Regions from separate parts of the Sus scrofa genome. Here regions 2 and 3 are each linked to region 1. The links are chromatin contacts, called in public HiChIP or PLAC-seq maps. All regions are on one chromosome and are shown on one strand. Each heading gives the region's core, a stretch centred on a gene start, on an enhancer-like site or on the middle of the called end of the contact. The rest is flanking DNA. Distances are from core to core; before and after follow the strand shown. Region 1 has its middle 12 kb from the start of ZSCAN2. Region 2 overlaps BLM (Bloom syndrome RecQ like helicase). Region 3 has its middle 31 kb from the start of FURIN.

Region 1 (3,042 bases), core at 245-2,744:
AGCTCCAATGTGACCTTGGCAGCTGCAGCTCCAATGTGACCCCTAGCCGGGGAACCTCCATAGGCTGCAAGTGCAGCCATAAAAAGCAAAAAAAAAAAAAAAAAAAAAAAGGTAGATAATACATAACTATCCTTTCATGACCAAGGTCTCAAACAATACAGAAAAGATGAAGACCTAACCCCTGCCTTCAACACTATTCTTTTCCGTGAATGGCCTGGTGGATGTGTATTCATTCAGACTTTTTCCTATTTACATGTGTGCTTTTCTCATAAATACTACCACACACTGGAGGACGTACTGGGTTTTGTTTGACCCACATAGAATTTTTAAACTTTTGAATTAGTTGCCAACATCTTAAATTGGGATATTTCCTGAGAATCTTAAAAACCTGGACGATAAGGCATCACTGGACCCACACTTCTGCCTGGAAACAGTTGACCAGCGCTGAGCAGCGGGCTGCCCCCTGCAGGTGGGATGAGCTCTCTACTCCCCGCTCTTCTCAGATGCCTTCCCCCAGCCCACCTCACTATTTTAGCTACCTACATGGCCCTTAGAAGCATTCTCTTTTTTCACCTTTATACGTGGTATTCTGTAACTCTCTTTTTTCCACTTAAAAATGAATCGCAGGCATCCTGGTGTGCAAATACATACTAATCTCTCTTTTTTTTTTATTTTTTATTTTATTTTTTGGCCATGCCAATGGCATGCGGAAGCTCCCGGGTTAAGGTTTGAACCCACGCCACAGCAGTGACTGGAGCCACAGCAGTGACAATGTTAGATTCTTAACCCACAGAACCACCAGGGAACACCTGTCATATTCTTTTTACTAGGCACAATCCATCCTCAGCTGCGGATGCCATATTTGTGAATTTGCCTACTCTTGAAAATTTCTAACCCCCAAATCAATATTCATGGCACTTCTGGGGTCATTTGTGGACACGTACAGAGCTGCAAAAAAATTGAGTTGCTTAACAAAGCACATGCTTAACACACTTAACGTGCTTAACAAACATGTTCCCAGCTGAGGTTGAACAAGGCCATTCTCTGCCTTCCTGCTTTAGCTCTCATACTGCAAATGAGTGTCTGTGTGGTCTATTTAATGCCACATTTTTTGTATTTTTGTGATTTTTGTTGTTGATTTTTTTTTTTTTTAATCTTTTTGTCTTTTCTAGGGCCACACCCATGGCATATGGAGGTCCCCCAGGCTAGGGGTCTAATCCAAGCGGAAGCTGCTGGCCTACACCACAGCCACAGCAATGCGGGATCCAAGCCTCGTCTGCAACCTACACCACAGCTCATGGCAATGTCGGATCCTTAACCCACTGGTTGAGGCCAGGGATGGAACCCTCAACCTCGTGGTTCCTAGTCAGATTCGTTAACCACTCAGCCACAATGGGAACTCCAATTTCGCTTTTTAAATGGCTCCCAAGAGTAGTGCAGTAGTGCTTCCTAGTGTTCATAGGGTCAAGAAGGCTGGAATGTGCCTTATGGAGAAAACAAGTAAGTTAGATAAGCTTCCTTCAGGCATGAGTCATGGTGCCCTTGGCTGTGAGTTCTGTGTTAATGAGTCAACAAAGCCTTGTACCTAGAAAAAGGAAGAGGAAATCGGCTGATCTGTACTGAGGCTGCCCCGGAAAGTGCCAAAATAACAATTACGGTGTGTGATGAAGCTATGGAAAAGATAGACAAGTGGCTAAATTTGTAGATTCGTGAGATGACAGGCACAGCTGACAGCATTGTTGTGAGGCTCGAAAGGCAAATTTACAGTCACACTGAGTCAAGAGAAAAATCCTTTCAGTGAGTGCTGACCGACTGAAACATTTCAAAAAGCACTAAGGGAATGAAAAATGTTAAATTTCCAGGCAAGGCTGGTTTTGCAGATCAAGAGGCTATGGAAGAATTTTAAAAATACCTGCTAAATGTTATACTGGAAAAGGGTTATGTGGAAGAGCAGGTTCACAATGCTGATGAAGCTGGCTTGTTTTTATAAGGACAGTGGCAAATAAACCCATAGAACACAAAGAGCTTCCAAAGCCCTGTCTTTAAATCATTGAAAGACTACGCAATCAATTTATTTGTAAGAGATATATGTTAAACAAAGTGTCTTTAAATAGAAACACATGTAAAACAAAGGTATATGCGGATTCGTTGTCGAAAATGTGACTAGAGGCTCCTAGGAACCTAACTCTCTATTTGCTCTCGGAGTAATGGTTCTGGTTTTTCTAATTCAGGTTTGTGATGACTTTACAGAACACAATAAATGTTGTTAAGAGATGATCACGGAGTTCTCGTCATGGGGCAGTGGAAACGAATCTGACTAGGAACCATGAGGTTGCAGGTTCAATCCCTGGCCTCGCTCAGTGGGTTAAGGATCCGGCATTGCCATGAGCTGTGGTGTAGATTGCAGACGTGGCTCGGATCTGGAGCTGCTGTGGCTGTGGTGTAGGCCAGTAGCTACAGCTCCGATTAGACTGTTAGTCTAGGAACCTCCATATCCTGCGGGTGCAGTTGTACGAGGGAAAAAAAAAAAGAGAGAGAGATCATCACATTGGTTTTATTTAACGTTTTGTGAATCAAGCAGCATCCCGTCCTGCAGAGAGAAAAGAGCACCAAAGAGCTGCAAAAAAAGAAAAGTTTTTGTAGACAAAAGTGGGGCAGAGAAAAAGAAAAAAAGTGGATGAATCATCTTTCTCTGGGGGATGGAAAAGGTCTATCAGGCGGATTAGCTCACTACTGTTGACCAGGAAATTCCAAGAATTAATGAAATTCTTAAACCTGACTGGTTAAGCTGACATTCCTGTGGGAGATTGAAATTGCAATTAGGTTAAGTATGAAGTTTTGGTTGGTGATGTGGGCTTAGCACAAGTGACTCAATTTTGGGCCTATGGTCTCTCTTTCTCTCTCTCTCTGTCTTTTTTTTTTTTTTTTTGGCCACACGCATGGGCTGTGAAGTTCCTGGGACAGGGATGGAAGTCACACCACAGCAGTAACCTGAGCCGCTGCAATGACAACACTGGATGTTTAACCTGATGAGCTACCAGA
Region 2 (3,051 bases), core at 170-2,669, 390 kb before region 1:
CCTGGAACTCTTCAAAACTGAGGATGAGAAAGAACTACGCTCAATGCTTTTCCCTTAATCCTCACAACGCTCTAAGTGGGCACCTCATTATTACCCCCTCGTTATTACGAGGAGGCTGGGGTTCAGGGAGGGAGGCAGCTTGCTCAAGGCCACATGGTTAAGAAGTGGCAGAGCTGTGCTTTAAGATCAGGCCATCGCTCCAGAGCTGACGATTTTAACCACCATGCAATACTAGGTTGTGCCAAATAAATTGCCAGAAATGGTCACGGTCTGTGACAGTAATTTTTTTGTTCTTGTTCCAGGCTAATTTAGACTAGAAAAAAGAAAAATTCCCAAAGGAAAATCCTAGATCAGTTCAACACTATGAGCTTTGAGTTGAAAGTATTAAAGGGCTATAAACATTATCATGTCAACAACTAGAGCAGAAGATATGAGATAATACACTTTACCAACTACAGCACCGGAGGTTTAGAGGTCCCTAAATGATAGAAATACTGTGTAGGTGTTCTTTTTATTTCTATTAAAGGGCATTCATTTAACATCTGCCAATGGATTCCTGCCAATTCATATCTAAAAATACATACCAGTGGGCATTAAGATAAAACAGTCTTCACCAAGCAGTGCAGCATTGATCGCCTCAAGCTGATTAGTTCTAAAATTATGCAGGCCAAATTTTTTATGAAAAATCTTCATCATTTCTTTTGTATGAGGAAAATTAAGACTTTGGAAATGCTTGTGTTTCAGATTTCTGGATGTTAAATTTTGCTCCGACTTGTCTAAGAAAATAATCAATGTTAAGAGAAATCAGGGTATTATTGTAACAGCTCAGTTTCAGCATTTTTACCCTTTGTCCTGCCAAGTCATCAGCGTGGGTCTCCTTTAACTGCTGATGGGGGTTTCCTCACTGCCCAGCGTCAAAGCCTCCTCAGGGCTAAACTCAGGTCTTTCTTGGACTTTTTTTTGCAGCACCTACCACTGCTATTCTCTCTTGACCTTCAAGACAATCACTGGTTTTCTACTTGCTTTAAATTCCCTTTTCCAGCTCCGTTTCCTCCACCTGCACCTTAAATTTGGCAAAATCCATCACACACTTGGGATTGGGGGCTTTAGACATTCTTCTTTTGGTCCTATGACCTTAAACATTCCTGATGGGTACCAGATGCCAAGATCTCTTTCTTAAGACCAGACTGGCCCCCTCCTAAGTTCCAGTTCTGCCCGCACCTCCAACTGTGTGCAAGACATTCCTATCTGAATGACTTTCCAGCACTTAAAGCTCAGCAAACCTTAAGACAGCCCTCCTCAGCTTTTCTCCAAATCTGCCTCTGCCTCCTGACTTCCCTATTTCTGTTCCTGGTGTCCTGGTTTTCCCAGTCACCGGGTCTGAAACCTCAGAGTCATGCCAGCTTCCTCTGATTCTTCTTCCGAAACGTCTCTCACTCCGCCCCCTGTTCTGCACCCTTGCTGTCACAGCTCTGGCTCAGCACAGAGAACAAGAGATGCTCACGTTGGCTCTGGCAGTTACTCTGACCCCAACACTCAACTGCCTCAAAGATAATTGCTGACACAAGTATGACACATCAAACATGATGCAAAAATAAACCCACTGATGGTTATTTTAAAGGTCAACAGCGTAACTGCAAGAACAACCTCTGTGGTATTAAGTCATCAATGGCGAAAATAGAGAGGACTGTACTTTTACAAAATCTTACTCACATAACTTGATTCAGCTAAAAAAAAAAATCCCAATTTTTGATAACATTATAAGGCTGATGTAAGTTTTTAAAATTAATTTTGCCTTTTCTCTGCAGTCTTTGCAATGGCTAATTTTACTCTTCCAAAAAACTTCTCTTTAAATAGTGAGCTCCAAGAGGGCAGGAACTCTTCGTTATCCATCTACTCTGAGGACCTGTGCACTGAACATGGCACATAGTGGGCACTCAAAGAAATAAAATGATTTTAGACCAAAAGAAATCATTTGACTGATATAAGAAATTTCTGACTTCATTATCTTTCCTAGGCTGCCCTACATTTTAATGTTTCTCTACTTTATAAATTGATCAGTTCTCATCAATCCAGAATTCTAAAAATACACACAATTACACTTTTAACATAAATTCAGCTTTGCTTTTACCCACCCCCAAAAAGCATTACGAACTTGGCCTTCATGAGCTTTATTGTTTTAGAGACTAAAAAATGTTAATTTAAAGGCAAGGCACATTTGTAATGACTTTAGAGCTTTACTACAATAGGTTATAATTACACATTTTATAAAACTACAGCTGCTACAGAGACAAAGGAGCAACTTGCTTTTGAAATTGTGATTTGTAATTCATATTATCAGCAGAAATTTGCATAGAAACAATGTCGTTTTCAGGCAATGAGGATTTGCTATGGTTTTTCTCACATAGTTCCTATTTTGACCAGTTTTGTTTTCAAATAAAATATAACCATTCAATTTATTTTAAACTTACCAGTGTAATTGTGAATTGACTCTGAGAAGTTTTTATTTTGAGCAGTAGATGCCACTGGAAGAGAGTCTGTCTTGGCTGAAGAAATCCTTTCTGATACTGATTTGACTGGCCGACCTTCCTTAATAGGTTGATAGACAGCTGTGGAAGATTTGCTGGCTGCTAAATTATGCATCATATTTTCCCAGTCATCGTCATCATCATCAAAGTCATCTATGTCAAAATTATCAATATCACAGGATGCCTGGATTTCTCTTTCCAAGTCATTTATTGAGGTAGTGTGTTTATTCTGATCTTTCACAGCAGTGCTTGTAAGAACATTTCCTGGGAAATAAGAGCTTTCATTTCTTTTTTCTACCCTTGGGGTTTCAGCCCAGTTGCTACTTACAAAAGACTTCTGTAAATGGGAATTGAATGGAGGTCTTTCAAAGACAGTCTTCGTGGTGGCTGAGAATCCTGTCTTTCCTGGGGTAGTAGTCAGCAAATGCTCCCCAGAAGAGAAGGAATTTGAGAGACAGTGTGGAAAAGCTAACTCCTTAACAGAATTCCCTGTAGGACAGGAATTGCCATTTGGAAATGCAGA
Region 3 (2,812 bases), core at 229-2,728, 450 kb before region 1:
GGATCCTCAGTGGGCCGCCTCCTCTCCTCAAGCTCTTTTTGCATCTCCTGATGCTATTTTATTTTTTTATTTTAATTTTTATTTTATTTATTTATTTTTTTAATCCTGATGCTATTTTAAAGTTATCTCTTCTTTGTGCCTTTTTTTTTTTTTTTTTTTTTTTTTTTTTTTGCATTTTAGGTCCAGACCAAAGGCATGTGGAGGTTCCCAGGCTAGGGGTGGAATCAGAATTGCAGCTGCCAGCCTATACCACAGTCACCACAATGCCAGACCCTTAACCCACTGAGTGAGGCCAGGGATTGAACCCTCATCCTCATGGATACTAGTCATGTTCGTTTCCACTGTGCCACAACGGGGAATGCCTATTTTTTTTTTTTTTTTTTCATAACCAACTCATATTCTCATTAGCTTTTCTCTGTTCTGAAGCTTTTTTTTTTTTTTTTTTTTTTCTGGTCTTTTTAGGGCTGCATCCATGGCATATGGAGGTCCCCAGGCTAGGAGTCAAATCAGAGCTGTAGCCGCCGGCCTACACCACAGCTCACAGCAATGCCAGATCCTCAACCCACTGAGCGAGGCCAGGGATGGAACCTGTGTCCTCATGGATGCTGCTCAGATTCGTTTCTGCCGAGCCATGATGGGAACTCCTGTCCTGAAGCTATTAGTTTCAGGGAAGCTGCCTCTGATCCTTGGCCCCATCCCCTTCCAGCCACGCCCTCCAGTGATTGCCAGCCTCTTCATGGCAGTTGGCAGAGTAGCCTTGGGTGTTCTTTTCACCTTGCTCAGTTAACTCGAGCATCTCCTGCAGACCCTCTACTTCTCACAGGGGAACCAGGCTGCCTTCCCTTGGAGGGACAGTTGGGAGAGCTGTGTGGTTTTCAACCTGCTTTTCAGGAGCTCAAATGTGCAGGGGTGGGCGGGGAGACTTCCCCCACGGAGGCCACTCTTGCTGAGGGTGCAGGCCTTCCGTTTCCTGCTGCCTCTTACACACCCTGCACCCCAGCCCCCTCTGCCTGGCCAGGACTGTGTCCTGCTCCCATGTCCCTGGCCGCTCAGGATCCATGAGGGCAGAGGGCACCAAAGGCCACCGCTGTGGAGATTGTCTGCTCAGTGTGTTGGCTCATTTTCTTTATAAACAAGTTGCCACTGTGCTATTACTCATCTTGTCAAGTACTGGGGTAGCGAGAGTCTAGGTTCTCCTGCCCTTTAAAGTCTGACCTCCTAGGCAGCTTTTTCTTCTTCTTTTTTTTTTTTTTTTTTGGCCATGCACATGGGATGCAGAAGCTCCTGGGCCAGGGATCAAATCTGAGCCACAGCAGCAACCCAAGCCACAGCAATGACATCGCCAGATCCTTAACCTACTGGGCCAATGGGGACTCCCCAGGCGGCCTCTTAAAAATGCAAATCTCTAAGTCCTGCCCACCCAGAGGCCCAGAGGCCCAGAGACTCTGATTCTGTGGGTCTGGGTAGGACCTGTTCCTCCCCACCCCAAGCGACGTGGGTGTCCAGGCCAGAGCTGAGGACTGCTGAGTCACCCATCGGGACCATGTGCATTTTTGTCAAATTAAAGGAATGCGGCTCTGATTACATAAGATCACATGGTGATGAACATTTCACAGTTTTGGAATGTCCCAGTAGGTGGGCAGACTGGATCATTCATTCTATTGGTAAAGCCTGAGGCCCAGAGAGGGGAAGTGACTTGCCCAAGGTCACACAGCAAGTCAGCAACAGGTTTAAAGGACTGAACAGACAGGTTTGAAGAACAGGAAATGCCAACCCCAGATCTGGGGCCTCCGGATCAGGGTAGCCCATCTCCAAGGGCAAGAAGGTCTTTGCCAGTGGCATGAGCAGCCTCCTTGAGGAGGGGGTATGACTGTGGCTCTTCCCCTGGGGAACTTTGACCAGGAGTGTCTTGAGGGGAGGGTGGCCACAGGAGGCACAGCACCAATCCCAGCCTGCCAGAAGGAGTGACCGCATAGCCCCTCATGCCTGCCTCACCCTACTCTTCCACTTCCCAGAAATCAGGCTCTCGGCATGAGCCCAGGACCTGGCAAGGAAACAGAATCAGAACAGGTGGAGAACCTGGGATTAGCACTGGGCTGGGCCTTTCTGCCCCAAGCAGTTTAGGCCAGGACTGGGTGGTGCGGCTTGACATTCCATCAGGAGGACAGGCTGGGACCCTTGGGCTGTCCTGGGTATTGTCAGCCCCTGGCCTGTTCTCATCTTGCCCCACCAGCCAGGTGACATCAGGCCAGAGAATGAGGGCCTGGCCCTGACTGGTTTCAGGCTCAGCTGCCTCTGGGAGCAACAGGACCCTCTCTCAGATTGTGGGGAGGGTTGATTCCTGCAGAAGCAGGGGCTCTTGGTAGCGAAGCTCAAAATGGATCCAATCCACAAGGAAACAAGAAATATTCTGTTGGAGTATTTTTGTGAGGAGATGGGGAAAAGGAACCTGATTGTTCCATAGAGCTGCAATTTATTACTATTATTATTATTTTGTTTTTTAGGGCCACACCCACCGCATATGGAAATTCCTAGGCTAGGGGTCGAATCAGAGCTGTAGCTGCCCGCCGACACCACAGCAACACCAGATCTTAGCTGTGTCTTCGACCTACACCACAGCTCACGGCAGCGCCAGATCCTTCACCCACTGAGTGAGGCTAGGGATCGAATCTGCCTCCTCATGGATACTAACTAGTTGGGTTTGTTACCGCTGAGCCACGGCAGAAACTCCTAGAGCTGCAACTTAATTTCTCCCCTGGACGCTTCTGATCTTTCCTTGCTGAACCCCCGCCTCCTCCTCTCCCAGCCCTGA

The links. HiChIP or PLAC-seq counts read pairs in DNA pulled down with a chosen protein or histone mark.
Region 2: an H3K27ac HiChIP or PLAC-seq map of alveolar macrophages shows a contact between it and region 1. The contact joins two enhancer-like sites. A contact is called at or near these places in 1 of 5 promoter capture datasets (fetal liver), 1 of 47 Hi-C or Micro-C datasets (embryonic fibroblasts) and 1 of 2 datasets of contacts at active chromatin or transcription factors (alveolar macrophages).
Region 3: an H3K27ac HiChIP or PLAC-seq map of alveolar macrophages shows a contact between it and region 1. The contact joins two enhancer-like sites. A contact is called at or near these places in 1 of 47 Hi-C or Micro-C datasets (embryonic fibroblasts) and 1 of 2 datasets of contacts at active chromatin or transcription factors (alveolar macrophages).

The regions. Positions count from the first base shown.
Region 1 is chr7:52,968,398-52,971,439 of Sscrofa11.1, reverse strand. No RefSeq gene overlaps it. Among named protein-coding and RNA genes, the nearest start is that of ZSCAN2, 12 kb to the right of the region's middle. Within about 2 kb of position 1,494, at least 28 of the 83 cell types and tissues checked have an H3K27ac peak or open chromatin away from gene starts, as enhancers often do. A contact at or near this core is called in alveolar macrophages and embryonic fibroblasts, where this site is marked.
Region 2 is chr7:53,358,224-53,361,274 of Sscrofa11.1, reverse strand. BLM (Bloom syndrome RecQ like helicase) reads right to left here. Exons shown (of 21, transcript NM_001123084.1): 6 at 2,472-3,051; 7 at 585-776. Among named protein-coding and RNA genes, the nearest start is that of BLM, 16 kb to the right of the region's middle. Within about 2 kb of position 1,419, at least 15 of the 83 cell types and tissues checked have an H3K27ac peak or open chromatin away from gene starts, as enhancers often do. A contact at or near this core is called in alveolar macrophages and embryonic fibroblasts, where this site is marked.
Region 3 is chr7:53,422,912-53,425,723 of Sscrofa11.1, reverse strand. No RefSeq gene overlaps it. Among named protein-coding and RNA genes, the nearest start is that of FURIN, 31 kb to the left of the region's middle. Within about 2 kb of position 1,478, at least 16 of the 83 cell types and tissues checked have an H3K27ac peak or open chromatin away from gene starts, as enhancers often do. A contact at or near this core is called in alveolar macrophages and embryonic fibroblasts, where this site is marked.